Regions from separate parts of the Mus musculus genome. Here all the other regions are linked to region 3. A link is a contact called in public Hi-C and promoter capture Hi-C data. All regions are on one chromosome and are shown on one strand. Each heading gives the region's core, a stretch centred on a gene start, on an enhancer-like site or on the middle of the called end of the contact. The rest is flanking DNA. Distances are from core to core; before and after follow the strand shown. Region 1 overlaps Cnot2 (CCR4-NOT transcription complex, subunit 2). Region 2 holds the start of Ptprb (protein tyrosine phosphatase, receptor type, B). Region 3 holds the start of Lrrc10 (leucine rich repeat containing 10). Region 4 overlaps Cpm (carboxypeptidase M).

Region 1 (2,700 bases), core at 184-2,683, 530 kb before region 3:
CTGGAACAACAGGGATCAAGATTATAGAGTACATCATAGAGCTAAGGGCTAAGGAAGACCCTGTTGGGGGCATGCACAATACTTCGCAGGCTTGGGACTAGAAACAGTCTCCTGGAGACTATATCAATGCAATAATGACCATGATCTAAGTCGGGCCATAAATGGTGGAGGTAATGTTTCAAAGTCAAGTGGCTAGAGATGGCATGACAGGCGAGTCTGCCAAGCTGTATGAGAATGCAGGCAGATGACAGGGTAGATGAGCCTAGGAAACAAGGGGAAGAGAAATGGAAGAAGACTGATTACAGACCTACAGGAGAACATGCCTTCCGCAAATTAAGGATGTATCAGATGGGAAAATGGATAAAGCAAACTGCTTTCAAAACTCAAACCTAGAACAAAAAGCTATTGTGAACCAGACAATAGCAGACAAAAGAAGCTCTGCAGGACCAATTTTCATGGTGCACGCAGTGCCACACGTTTCCGTAAGCAAACTTTGTTCGCTCCCCCAACCTAAATGTCCAGTATAGATTATTAATTAGTACCCAGTCACATAAATCTCCAATCTTGTAAATATGGCAATTTTCTTTCCAAACGCTATATAACAAGCTGTGTAAACTGTATTTCCAAACTACCCAAATCCAACTGCTTCTCGGTCTCTAGCCCAATTCCCTGCTCCTGCTTGACTCTCACTCCTTCCCCATTCAGCCCGCTTTCTACAAAGCAAAGTGATGGTTAAAGAGGAAGTGGCATCAAAAACCTTTGCTATTCATGTACAACAGCAATCAGAACGTATTCAAATTACTCTTTTCTTTTACATTTATGCATTTCCTTTGTGTGTATGCAGAGGTCACAGGACAACGGTAGGACTGCTCTGTGCGTGAGCTCTAAGGTGGAGCTTGGGTCATCAGGCTGGCACCTTACATAGGGCCAGAACATGGGCCGGATTCTTCCTTTATTTTTTCATGTGTTAAGATGTTTTGCCTGTTCATGTCTGTTTATGACGCGTGTAAATAGAAGTTCTTGAGGAAGCCAGAGACAATGTTATATCCTCTGGCCCCTCAGTCACTGATGGTTGTAATCTGCCATGTGGGTGCAGGGAACAGATCCTGGAGGGCTCTGAAAGAGCAGCCAAGTGATCTTAATCTCTGAGCCATCTCTCCAGCCCAGTCTGAATTCTTTAGCAGATGTTTACAAGGCTTCCTATGATCTGAGATATCCCTTGGATAATTCACTGATGTCCTCTCGTTCATTACATGGACTTGTTGACTGCTCCTTTGTCAGGAAGTGACTTACTAGAGCGCCCTAGCTTTCCTATACTCAAAAGGCTCAGTCACGACCACTCATTCCGGGAACTATCATTCTATTCTCAGTACTCACGTTCCACACTAACTCTTAATTCCTAAGACAGAGAGGCTTTTTGCTGATTCACGTAACCCTGACCTCCTCACACATCTCATGAGCCTGACTGGGAGGCTTTGTCCTACTTGTTACAAGAACTGCAGGGTTTCCTCGGTTGTGTTTATTGTCTCCGCCCATTACAAGTCAGCACTGAGAAAAACAGGAACTTCATTACTTGTTATACTATTGATTGGGTCTTGGTACAGAACGTTATTCAGGGCAGCCCTCATCAATAATACATGATGAGTGCATAAATGTCACAACACCTTCAGTAGCTTCTTGGGATCTGCAGAGGCAACACTATCACTAGGATCATGACTTCAGCTCTTGGGTTTCACACACTGTGTTAGATTCAGAGCACTACTCTTACAAAGGAACTTAATCCTGGCTCCATCACTTGCCATCTACAAGACCTTACAAGTTCCTTAACATTTCATGGAGTTGTGAAGATTAACACACAGTAAATACTGGAATACCAGCTTCCCCCTCATTTTTAATGTGCACATGACAGTTGAAGGACCCAACAAATGATCTTAATGTCAAAGAAAAATGAGGCAGTTTAATTAACTGAGTTTCCACAGAAAGTTTATACAGGAAAGCTTAATGATCTCTTTGATCTCTAATCCACATGAAAGGAAAGATTATACTTTACTAATAGCTGAAACTAATTGATAACCAGAAAGTTCCTCATTCCCTAAATTGTTTCATCATTAAACTATCTAAGGGCATATACCAACAGTATGTTCGAGAAACTTATCTTCTTCATTATATAACAGCAAATATCTACTAAGTGCTTCTCATAAACAAAGTCCTAATGGCACAAAGACAATCAAGACACACAATAAAAAACAGCAGTGTGTTTACTAGATAGTAAGCTCACAGCATCAAGGAGAATGGTCCTATCCACATACATCTCTCCAGTGCATACAACAAGCACGCCAGACTCAATTCCTAAAGCAACTAGAAGTTACTTTGCCTGGGCATCCCAACGTCAGGATCTTCACTTTTAAATCGTGTCAGTTATGCTCTCTTGCTCTACAAAGTCAATTGCAATCTCAGATGTCTATCAGTTAGAACTAGGTACTATACCACCACACACGAGTCAGGACTCTAAATCCTAGGAAGACTTATTTCTGTTTCCAAGTAGCCTGGGGCCTTTGAGAATCCAGACACAAATGTCTATGGTTCATCGAGACAGCTGGTTAACTAACTGCCTACATATAAGACACACACTAGGAGACACTAGATAAACTTTTCCTTATCCCACTTCCAAGATTGTAAATACTTAGCCGAGTAAGAAAA
Region 2 (2,709 bases), core at 73-2,572, 740 kb before region 3:
ATTAATGGTCAGGCCAAGAGCAGGCTCACACACCTCTTGAATGTTTCAAGCTCAGGGATATAGCATTTTTAAAAGGCAAAAACCACAAAGATATGTCAAAGTTAGAAGAGGATAAGAGAACCTCAAAATGTTCCTTCCTGCCAGAGCATAGAGGTCATTTTAGTTACAACTTGCCAACTATTTTGCTCAATACATCTGGACCAAAGTCGAGGTATGGAAATCTCAACTATGTTGCCAAGGCAGACATGACAATTATGGGGGTGGAGGACGTGCGGGGGGAGGGGGGGATAAGAACTATCTTAAGCAAACAGTAAATGGAATCCGAACATGACTGCCTTGTCTTGGTTACTTCAGTAGGGTTATGCACCCAAAACCTTACAACTATGAAAGTGGCTGCGATGTTTCGCTATTCTTACCTACATTCCATTAAGCACTTTTGCTGCTCGGATGGAGTTATTTCTAGGACCCACTTCTAGACACATTTCTACAGGGTATGGGACAGTTTCTAATGCGCTTGCAGTTAGTGTGGAAAACACCACAGCTGCTTTGGAAGGCGTAGAAAGAAGCTGGGGTCCTGGAGTGTTTCCCAGTGAACTGAGCTGATAATTGCCTTCTTCTCTCAGGTGGGGCATGGCATGCCCTTCTGGATGGTCAGTGGTGGGATTGCCTGCAGGGGCTAAAGCACATAGGTGATGGATATTTTGTTGTAGCTTCACAGTATTTGCCTGAGATTTAGGGAACACACAGACCTGTGGTACAGAAACGGGCAAGTGGCTGGAGAGATGGCGCTCCTGTTGATGGGCTGGCTCTTGGCGGGTCTTTTCTCTCTGGCTGATGTCAAGAGGATACACATCGTGACAAATGAGTGTTTTGAGGTGAGAAGGACTAAAGCCCTCTAATAAAAGGCTTCAGGAAAGAGTGTGGGCGACCCAGGGAAATGTGCTCGGGTCAAGTTTAAGCCTGGGAAAAAAGAGGTCCTGGAGAAAGATAGGAAGGAAGATAGAGAGGGGGGCTCTGGGTGTGCAGAAGGGAGGGGGGGCTGAAAAGCGAGAGGGCTCAAGCACTATTTACTGGTTGTAGGATAGGGTCAAGGACCACTGAGAAGGAAAAAGTGAGAGTGAAGGAGGAGGTGAAAGCAAGACTTTGCGGCCCAGGAAGGGATTCTTGGCTGGGGGGGCTGGGGTGGCGGCAGAGGGGGCGGGAGGGGTGGCAGCTTGGCTGGCCTCAGGCCCCCTTGGCAGCCTCAGGCGTTGGCTCCTCAGGGCTCCCTCCCTCTCCCGAGCATTGTTCCTTTGCCGGGAGACAAGGAAATTGCCTTTTGATTGCGGAAGTCCCGGACGGGGCTTTGGGGGCGAGGCAGCGCGGGTCAGAATGGCAGCGTGGGAAGGGCCGCGCGCCGCGGGTCCCCGCCGCCTGTCGTGTCCGCTGCCCGCCCGGGGCGGCAGCAGAAGCAGCGGCTGCCACGGCCCTTGAGCATCGCCAGCCCCGAGGGTAGCGCGCTGCGCCCGCCCGCAGGGCGCGCTGAGCGCTCAACAAGTGGTACCCAGAAGTGCCCTGGCTGGCCTCCCAGCGAGATGCTGAGGCATGGAGCCCTAACGGCCTTGTGGATAACACTGAGCGTCGTGCAGGTAAGCAGGCAGAGCAAGGTCTGGGGATGATGCTCCACCCCAGCCAAGAACTGAATATGTCCTGTTGCTGGCCTCCGGGGCTGAGCTGCTAGGAAAAAAGGGACAGAAATCTCTTGCTCCTTCCCTCCTATCTATGGGACAGCCATCTATCCACCCTCTCTGAAACCCTACCATTACCAAACTGACAGCTCTCCCTGCTGTCAAGAAAGCAACCTGTGTCTGCAGCTGTTCCTGGGGGAGGTGGGACAACTAGGGTGAAAGTCTCCTGCCAGCCACTTTCCCCGTGGGCCCTTTCCTGGACTGGAGGATGAGAGGCCAGCTGTAGCTGGACTCCAGGGGTGAGGACAGGTGACTTGGGGAGCTTGCTGCGGACATCTCTAGGCAGTGCAGGCTATGGACTTAATCTGTGCTCTCTGATTCTTTTACAGACTGGAGTGGCAGAGCAAGTGAAATGTAACTTCACACTGTTGGAGTCCAGGGTCTCTAGCTTGTCAGCGTCTATCCAGTGGAGGACTTTCGCGTCACCCTGTAACTTTAGCCTCATCTACAGCAGTGATACCTCGGGGCCCATGTGGTGCCATCCTATTCGGATAGACAACTTTACCTACGGATGTAACCCCAAGGATTTACAAGCAGGGACCGTCTATAACTTCAGGATTGTTTCTCTGGATGGAGAAGAGAGCACTCTGGTCTTACAGACAGGTAAAGTTCACAGGTGTAATGGTCGGCCAGACTGCTCTACGCCGAGCCTTGACTTTTCCTACCGAAACTTTCCTTTGATCTGTAGGCATTTAAAAAGGATATATATACTTATTTATATATTTTATGTATTATATCAAATTTATATATATATTTAGAGAGAGGAATAACCTGTGATGATATTGGACCATGACTTCTAGTTGGCTGAGTTCTGATCAGTGTAGCTTGCTTGACTCTTAAAGAGTCAAGCAAGCTCTAAACAGCAGCTGAATGAACGGCACCTGGAAAGGGGGAGGGGGGACTCAGGGGGAGAGGGGAGGGCAGCAGAGGGAATTTTTTAAATTGATGTAGTTTGAGCTTCCATTACATTAAATTGTCAGAC
Region 3 (2,814 bases), core at 269-2,768:
AGACAGATTTTTAAATTAATAGTTACCTTTATTTGTGTGTGTGTGTGTGTGTGTGTGTGTGTGTGTGTGTGTGTGTGTGTGTGTGCTTGCTCAGGGGTGGAGCTTCCCGCTCAATCGTTCTGCCACGCCCACTGGTGGAACGTGCCGCTTTGCTGTTTGGAGTCACACACGTGGTCACCCTGCTACTGAACTCCGAGATTATTTGGCGGGAATCGGGCCCCCTCCCCCTTCCTTCATAACTGAGTGTCGGAACAGTAAAATTGAGCTTTGATCAGAATGCCTGTCTTAGCTGCATCATTTTCTCTCGCCGCCTAGCCCCTCTTCTCTTCCAGGTTTCCAGAATGCCTTTCCAAGCTAGAACCCAGGCTATGATCTGCTGGCCGGACACAACATGCAAGATCCCACAGAGGCCAGAAGACAATGTTGGATCATCACCCCACACCTCACATCCAAAGCTGCCGTTAAAGACAGTTGTAAGCTATCAGATACAAGGGCTGGCTGGCGTGGATATGGCGTGGATATGAGGGCTGGCGTGGAACCTGGGTCCTCTCAAAGGGCAGCACGCGCTCTCCACCTTTGAGCCATCTCTCCAGCCCCCAGCAGCCAGACCTTGGAGGCCCTCGTTCTTGGAACGGTCTGGCTCATCGTTGCTTTTCTCAACTGGACGCGATTATGGACGAGAAGTACAGAGCTTTAATGGCCATTTAAATGGGTCTGGAAAGTGTTCCCACCTCTGGAAAGTGCCCCCCCCCCGGGTGCATTACATTCTAATGAATTAATTAATAATTACATTCTAATTAATCTATGCTTTTGAAGGCTAGTCAGCCTTCCTTCTTGTCCTTTGTCAAAGAGAGGATTTGTGTGTGTGTGTGTTCGTTTTGGCAGAAATGGAGACGGACCCCAGGGCTTCAATTCTGCCATACGAGCACCCTACCACTGAACTCCACTTCCAGCTCAAATGTACCCTTTTACAGTGTGGCAAGACGCTAGCTGGACACAAAGCAAGACTGTACAAATCAGAAGCCATTGCTTCTGATTACATATTGGTTAAGGCTTGTTGGAACTGGAGAAAATCTGTAAAGGATGTAGGCCTTTGGCAACACTTTGAAGGATGCATCCTGGAAAACTTAGCAGCGGGTTGTTGTTGTTTTGTGCCCCACTCAGGATTGAAGCAGGGCCTTGTTCGGGTTAGGTGAGTTGTAACACAAAGGAGATGACTATGCATTCAAATATTTACAGTTTTACCTACATAGTACAAATATAGGTGTTTTTCATTTTTACTTCTCCACCTTTGTCACAGTATTTTTTCAATTTGGGGGGGGGGGGCGGGAGATCAGGAGAGAGTAGATAAGAGATCAGGGCTTAAGTGATTAAAGACAAATATGTGAGTTGGACAGGACGTCCCAGACCCTGCCTGTCCGGCCTGTCACCAGACACTCAAGCTGCTATCAGGAGCACTTTATTCTGTCAAAGTGACTGGCTTTTGTCACCGAATTCCGGGTTATAAAGAGAGGGTAGAAGGGTTCCCGAGCAGTGAGCACAGCCAGCCCACTCCCTGACAGAGTTGGTGGGCAGGGGCTCGCCTTGCAGCCCGTTTCACATGGGAAACACCATCCGGGCCTTCGTGGCTTTCATCCCCACCGACCGCTGCCAGAGTTATGTGGTGGGAGACCTCCGGGAGATGCCCCTGGACAGGATGGTGGATCTGAGCGGGAGCCAGCTGCGTCGCTTCCCACTGCACGTGTGCTCCTTCACGGAGCTGGTGAAGCTCTACCTCAGCGACAACCACCTTCACAGCCTGCCTCCCGACCTGGCACAGCTGCAGAACCTGCAGATCCTGGCCTTGGATTTCAACAACTTCAAAGCTCTCCCCCGGGTGGTGTGTACCTTGAAACAGCTCTGCATCCTCTACCTGGGCAATAACAAACTCTGTGACCTCCCGGATGAGCTCAGCCTGCTCCAGAACCTACGGACCCTGTGGCTCGAATCCAACTGCCTCACCCGGCTGCCCGATGTGGTGTGTGAGCTGAGTCTCCTTAAAACCCTGCATGCCGGTTCCAACGCCCTACGTCTGCTACCCGGCCAGCTCCGGCGCCTGCGCGAGCTCAGGACCATCTGGCTCTCCGGCAATCAGCTAGCTGACTTCCCCTCGGTACTGCTTCGCATGCCCTTTCTGGAGGTGATCGACGTGGATCGGAACAGTATCCGCTACTTCCCCAGCCTGGCCCACTTGACAAATCTGAAGCTGGTCATCTATGACCACAATCCTTGCAGAAATGCCCCCAAGGTGGGCAAAGGGGTTCGCCGTGTTGGGAGATGGGCAGAGGAGACACCAGAGCCTGACCCCAGAAAAGCTAGGCGGTACGCACTGGCCAAGGAAGAGAATCAAGAGCCACCTCCTCCCCTTCTTCCTTCCAGCTCTTGAACAGCTGAGGTTGAAGGCCAATTCAAAGGTTACCCCACTGCTCCGAAGGCATCTCATTAGAGCGGAAGGGATGGTCCTGGCTCATCCCAGGGCTGATGGAGAGAAAGCCAGGTGAGATGCTGTAAAGGAATAGGGCGAAGAAAACATTTCCAGCCCCCAGCACCTCTTCCTAGGGGGAAGGTGTGTGCTGTTGCTGGCCTGGAATCCAGGGTGACTGTCACTCCTGTGCCAGAAGCAGTTCCTTCACACGAGCTATTTTGAAACACCAAAGAACAAGACCAGCCACAGCACTCTTCCACCACGCAGGAGTAGCTGGTCACAAGGCTGGTGAGTGCTTCAAAGACTGTATTTGTTAAAATAAAGAAAACAACGCCACCAGCTGCTCAGTG
Region 4 (3,020 bases), core at 172-2,671, 630 kb after region 3:
TATCACTGTGGCCCTGCCTCTGCCAGGAGCAGCCAAGGACTGAGTGCCCAGACACATGATCCTATGGAAGGGCATTTCACATTCAAACCAGATCAGATACTGTGTGTAATAAGGTGTAATCTACTTCCTTCAAAGTTACTATAGGGCTGATGGTGTGGCTTGGTGGTGGACCACTGAACTGGTATAATGAGATTCTGGCTAGAGCTCAGTATATATTACAGAAAGAGAAGAGGAGTGGGGGGGGGGGGGACTTCATTTCATCAAATCTAAGCTGTCATTCGTATAAAATATAACATACCACCAGGAAATAAAATCCTCTCTGTTAAATACACATTTTTCAGACATGAAATTTTAAGACACATAAATCCAGAGATGTCATATACGAAATTTCATGCCCTGTAAAATACACAGTAACTATAACCCTTTGAATTTAGGGTCTCCTAATGTCAAAGAATTATAAAGCACACAAGAGCAGTGACAGCTGGAAGCCACACGCACCTGTGTCTGAGCCTTCCTAAAGTCAGTAGCATCTTCTCTGAGTCTCAGAGACATCTTGTCATAAAGAAGACCAAAGCCACAAGGCTGCACCCTGCTCTCTGCCACCCATGGGCAGGAGTCCCTGGACCTGCTGCCCTCAAGGACTGTTCAGACAGATTCCATGAGATGGCATAAAGATCTTAGGAAAGAATCTAAAAAAACAACCCCTGAAAACTCAGTAATATAAACATTATTATTATTCCTCTAAAACCAGTGTCTCTGATTTTAGTTTAATTAATTTTATAGTTTACAGAAATATTTTTAAAGATCTGCTTTTTTCGTTTTGTTTTTTGTGTATGCGTGTATGTTTGTGTGAGTCTATGCCACATGTGTGCAGGAGACCAAAAGAAAGGGGTCAAATCCCCTGGCCTGGAGCCACCTGATGCGGGTACTGGGCACCGAACTCAAGTTTGCTGGGAAAGTACCAGTATCCGTCTTTCCAGCCCTACAGAAATACTTTAAAAAACAATCATATTCTGCTGTCTTTCCCAGCCTGTTTATCCCACTACCTTTTTGCAGTAGAGTCAATAAACTAAATTTTCCTTTTTGCAATATTTTTAACTTAAAATGTCTTTGAGAACATGAGTGCCCCATTTACACCGTGTCCTGTCCTCCTCTGAACCTCTTCTTAAAAACAGCCTGTACCCACATAAAATGTAGCCTCTACCCTCTAACCACGCCCCTACTCCTTTCTAGTTAGAATGCAATTTAAGGGGGAGGGGTGCTCTTGAAATGTAGGATTTTAAGGGAGGGGGAAATCATTTCCCATCTCTGACTTAATTTTGGTGCATAACTGAGTTTCAGTCAGCTGCACCCCAGCTACCTCACGGGACCCCGTGTCTGTCTGATCACGTGATGAGTTGTGAAGCCCCACGTGACGGATGTGTTAATTCACAGCCAATGCCTCTTTTTCTCATTCGCTCGTCTCCCGGGCACGTGATACTTGGCTCCCTTCCACCACTGGTCCTTAACAAAAATGAGATGTGCTTGCTTTGCAGGGGGAATGCAAGATTACAACTACATCTGGGCCCAGTGCTTTGAAATTACCCTGGAGCTGTCGTGCTGTAAATATCCTCGCGAGGAGAAGCTGCCGCTCTTTTGGAACGATAACAAAGCCTCTTTGATCGAATATATAAAACAGGTGCACCTAGGTTTGTGTCCTATATCTTCTTGTTAACACTCACAGCGTGGGTAGAACCTTTGCGTCGAGCATATACAAAACCTCCTCCGGGGACTTGGGGCTGGACCTGGTTTTCTATGCCAGGACTAAGGGTTTGAATTCTCAACGTGTTATCTACAGTGTGTGAGAGATGCTAGGCTTAGCTGTTCGTTCGTAAGAGAGGATGAGTCACTTGTTTTGAGGGCGTAAAAGCCCAGAGTTCCCCCAATTTTACATATGGAATGATATGCAAATCTGGCAAAAAGATCAGGAAAACCGGATGTACTCTTGCAACATCTTCAATCAGAAGCCTAGTTGTAGCCCGCTGCGTGGCTCTGCAGGTAAATGCGCCTGCGCCAAGCCTGGTGCCCTCCGTTCATCCTGGGAGCCCACAGGGTGGAAGGAGAGACCTGACTACTGTCCTCTGACCTCCAAACTCTTATGCCATAGAGCACGGGGGCCTCCCCAAGACAATAAATATGTAAATAAGCAAATGTAAAAATTTGAAAATAAAACCGAGTGCTGCCGGCACCTTTATAACATTACAAACATATCATTGGCTCCCTCCACCTTACGTAATCACCGTGCTGGGTCCTTGGTTGTTATTCTGACATTTCAGTTTCCGCTGGCCTTTTCCCGTGAGTCCTGGAATAACTGAACCATCATCCATTAAGGCTCTCCCGATACTGATTCTTTAGTAAGTCACTCTGAATTCTTTTGTGAAGTCACCCTTCGTCACTATCATCAAGGAGGTGTAACAAGACATGAATATGTCTCTGCCCCTCGCTGCCCTCTCTGTCGCCTTTTAATCTAGCCATCGGGATGATGGGATGATCCACAGAGCGCTGAATCAGGGCCAGCTTCGCATGCCATGTTTAATACGGTATTAGTGTGCAGAAGCTGTGCAGCCCGATAAATAATAAGTAATAAATAATAGCATAAGCATCGTTGGCAATGGTATATTGAGTTTATGAGTCCATTTAATTAGGCCGTATCAAGAATATTTTTCCACCCGCCTGTCCCTGTAATCTGCTGAGAACTCAGATAACAGTAGGTTTATTAGCACGTCAATCCTGCCCCCTTGTGGTTTAAGACAGGAATATTTTTTTCTGACTTTAAAAAAAAAAAAAGAAACTATTTCAAAATACTGATGTGGTTGTTGCTACTTATTAGAAAGTCTTGCTCCACATTAGTGCCCTGCCTGCTGTCAGAGAGAACTGTCTCTGTAGGTGATGATGTCAGAGAGAACTGTCTCTGTAGGTGATGATGTCAGAGAGAACTGTCTGTAGGTGATGATGTCAGAGAGAACTGTCTCTGTAGGTGA

Evidence for each region. Promoter capture Hi-C pulls out the DNA fragments that hold promoters and counts their contacts. A called contact is a pair of places that touch in the nucleus more often than the background predicts.
Region 1: a Hi-C map of the G1E-ER4 cell line shows a contact between it and region 3, with 4 times the contacts expected there. The contact joins the enhancer-like site here to the promoter of Lrrc10 in region 3. A contact is called at or near these places in 6 of 39 promoter capture datasets (the 3T3-L1 cell line, the C10 cell line, cranial neural crest and 3 more), 2 of 484 Hi-C or Micro-C datasets (the G1E-ER4 cell line and double positive thymocytes), 1 of 115 datasets of contacts at active chromatin or transcription factors (bone marrow-derived dendritic cells) and 1 of 9 other capture datasets (adipose tissue).
Region 2: a promoter capture Hi-C map of second pharyngeal arch cranial neural crest shows a contact between it and region 3, with 4 times the contacts expected there. The contact joins the promoter of Ptprb here to the promoter of Lrrc10 in region 3. A contact is called at or near these places in 6 of 39 promoter capture datasets (the 3T3-L1 cell line, cranial neural crest, frontonasal cranial neural crest and 3 more) and 1 of 115 datasets of contacts at active chromatin or transcription factors (pancreatic cancer cells).
Region 4: a contact with region 3 is called in a promoter capture Hi-C map of the 3T3-L1 cell line, with 4 times the contacts expected there. The contact joins the enhancer-like site here to the promoter of Lrrc10 in region 3. A contact is called at or near these places in 3 of 39 promoter capture datasets (the 3T3-L1 cell line, 3T3-L1-derived adipocytes and pre-B cells) and 2 of 484 Hi-C or Micro-C datasets (embryonic stem cells and pro-B cells).

What each region holds. Positions count from the first base shown.
Region 1 is chr10:116,511,953-116,514,652 of GRCm38.p6, forward strand. All of the region lies in intron 4 of Cnot2 (CCR4-NOT transcription complex, subunit 2), which reads right to left. All of the region lies in intron 2 of Gm31593 (a long non-coding RNA gene), which reads left to right. Among named protein-coding and RNA genes, the nearest start is that of Gm31593, 4.3 kb to the left of the region's middle. Within about 2 kb of position 1,434, at least 26 of the 459 cell types and tissues checked have an H3K27ac peak or open chromatin away from gene starts, as enhancers often do. A contact at or near this core is called in the G1E-ER4 cell line, where this site is marked.
Region 2 is chr10:116,300,052-116,302,760 of GRCm38.p6, forward strand. It overlaps Ptprb (protein tyrosine phosphatase, receptor type, B), which reads left to right and starts at 1,323. Exons shown (of 32, transcript NM_029928.2): 1 at 1,323-1,628; 2 at 2,057-2,330. The coding sequence starts at 1,575.
Region 3 is chr10:117,043,823-117,046,636 of GRCm38.p6, forward strand. It overlaps Lrrc10 (leucine rich repeat containing 10), which reads left to right and starts at 1,519. Exons shown (of 1, transcript NM_146242.2): 1 at 1,519-2,814. The coding sequence starts at 1,601. The coding sequence ends at 2,425. It overlaps Gm10747 (a long non-coding RNA gene), which reads left to right. Exons shown (of 3, transcript XR_872056.2): 3 at 316-863.
Region 4 is chr10:117,674,405-117,677,424 of GRCm38.p6, forward strand. It overlaps Cpm (carboxypeptidase M), which reads left to right. Exons shown (of 9, transcript NM_027468.1): 7 at 1,536-1,688. Among named protein-coding and RNA genes, the nearest start is that of Gm25709, 14 kb to the left of the region's middle. Within about 2 kb of position 1,422, at least 87 of the 459 cell types and tissues checked have an H3K27ac peak or open chromatin away from gene starts, as enhancers often do.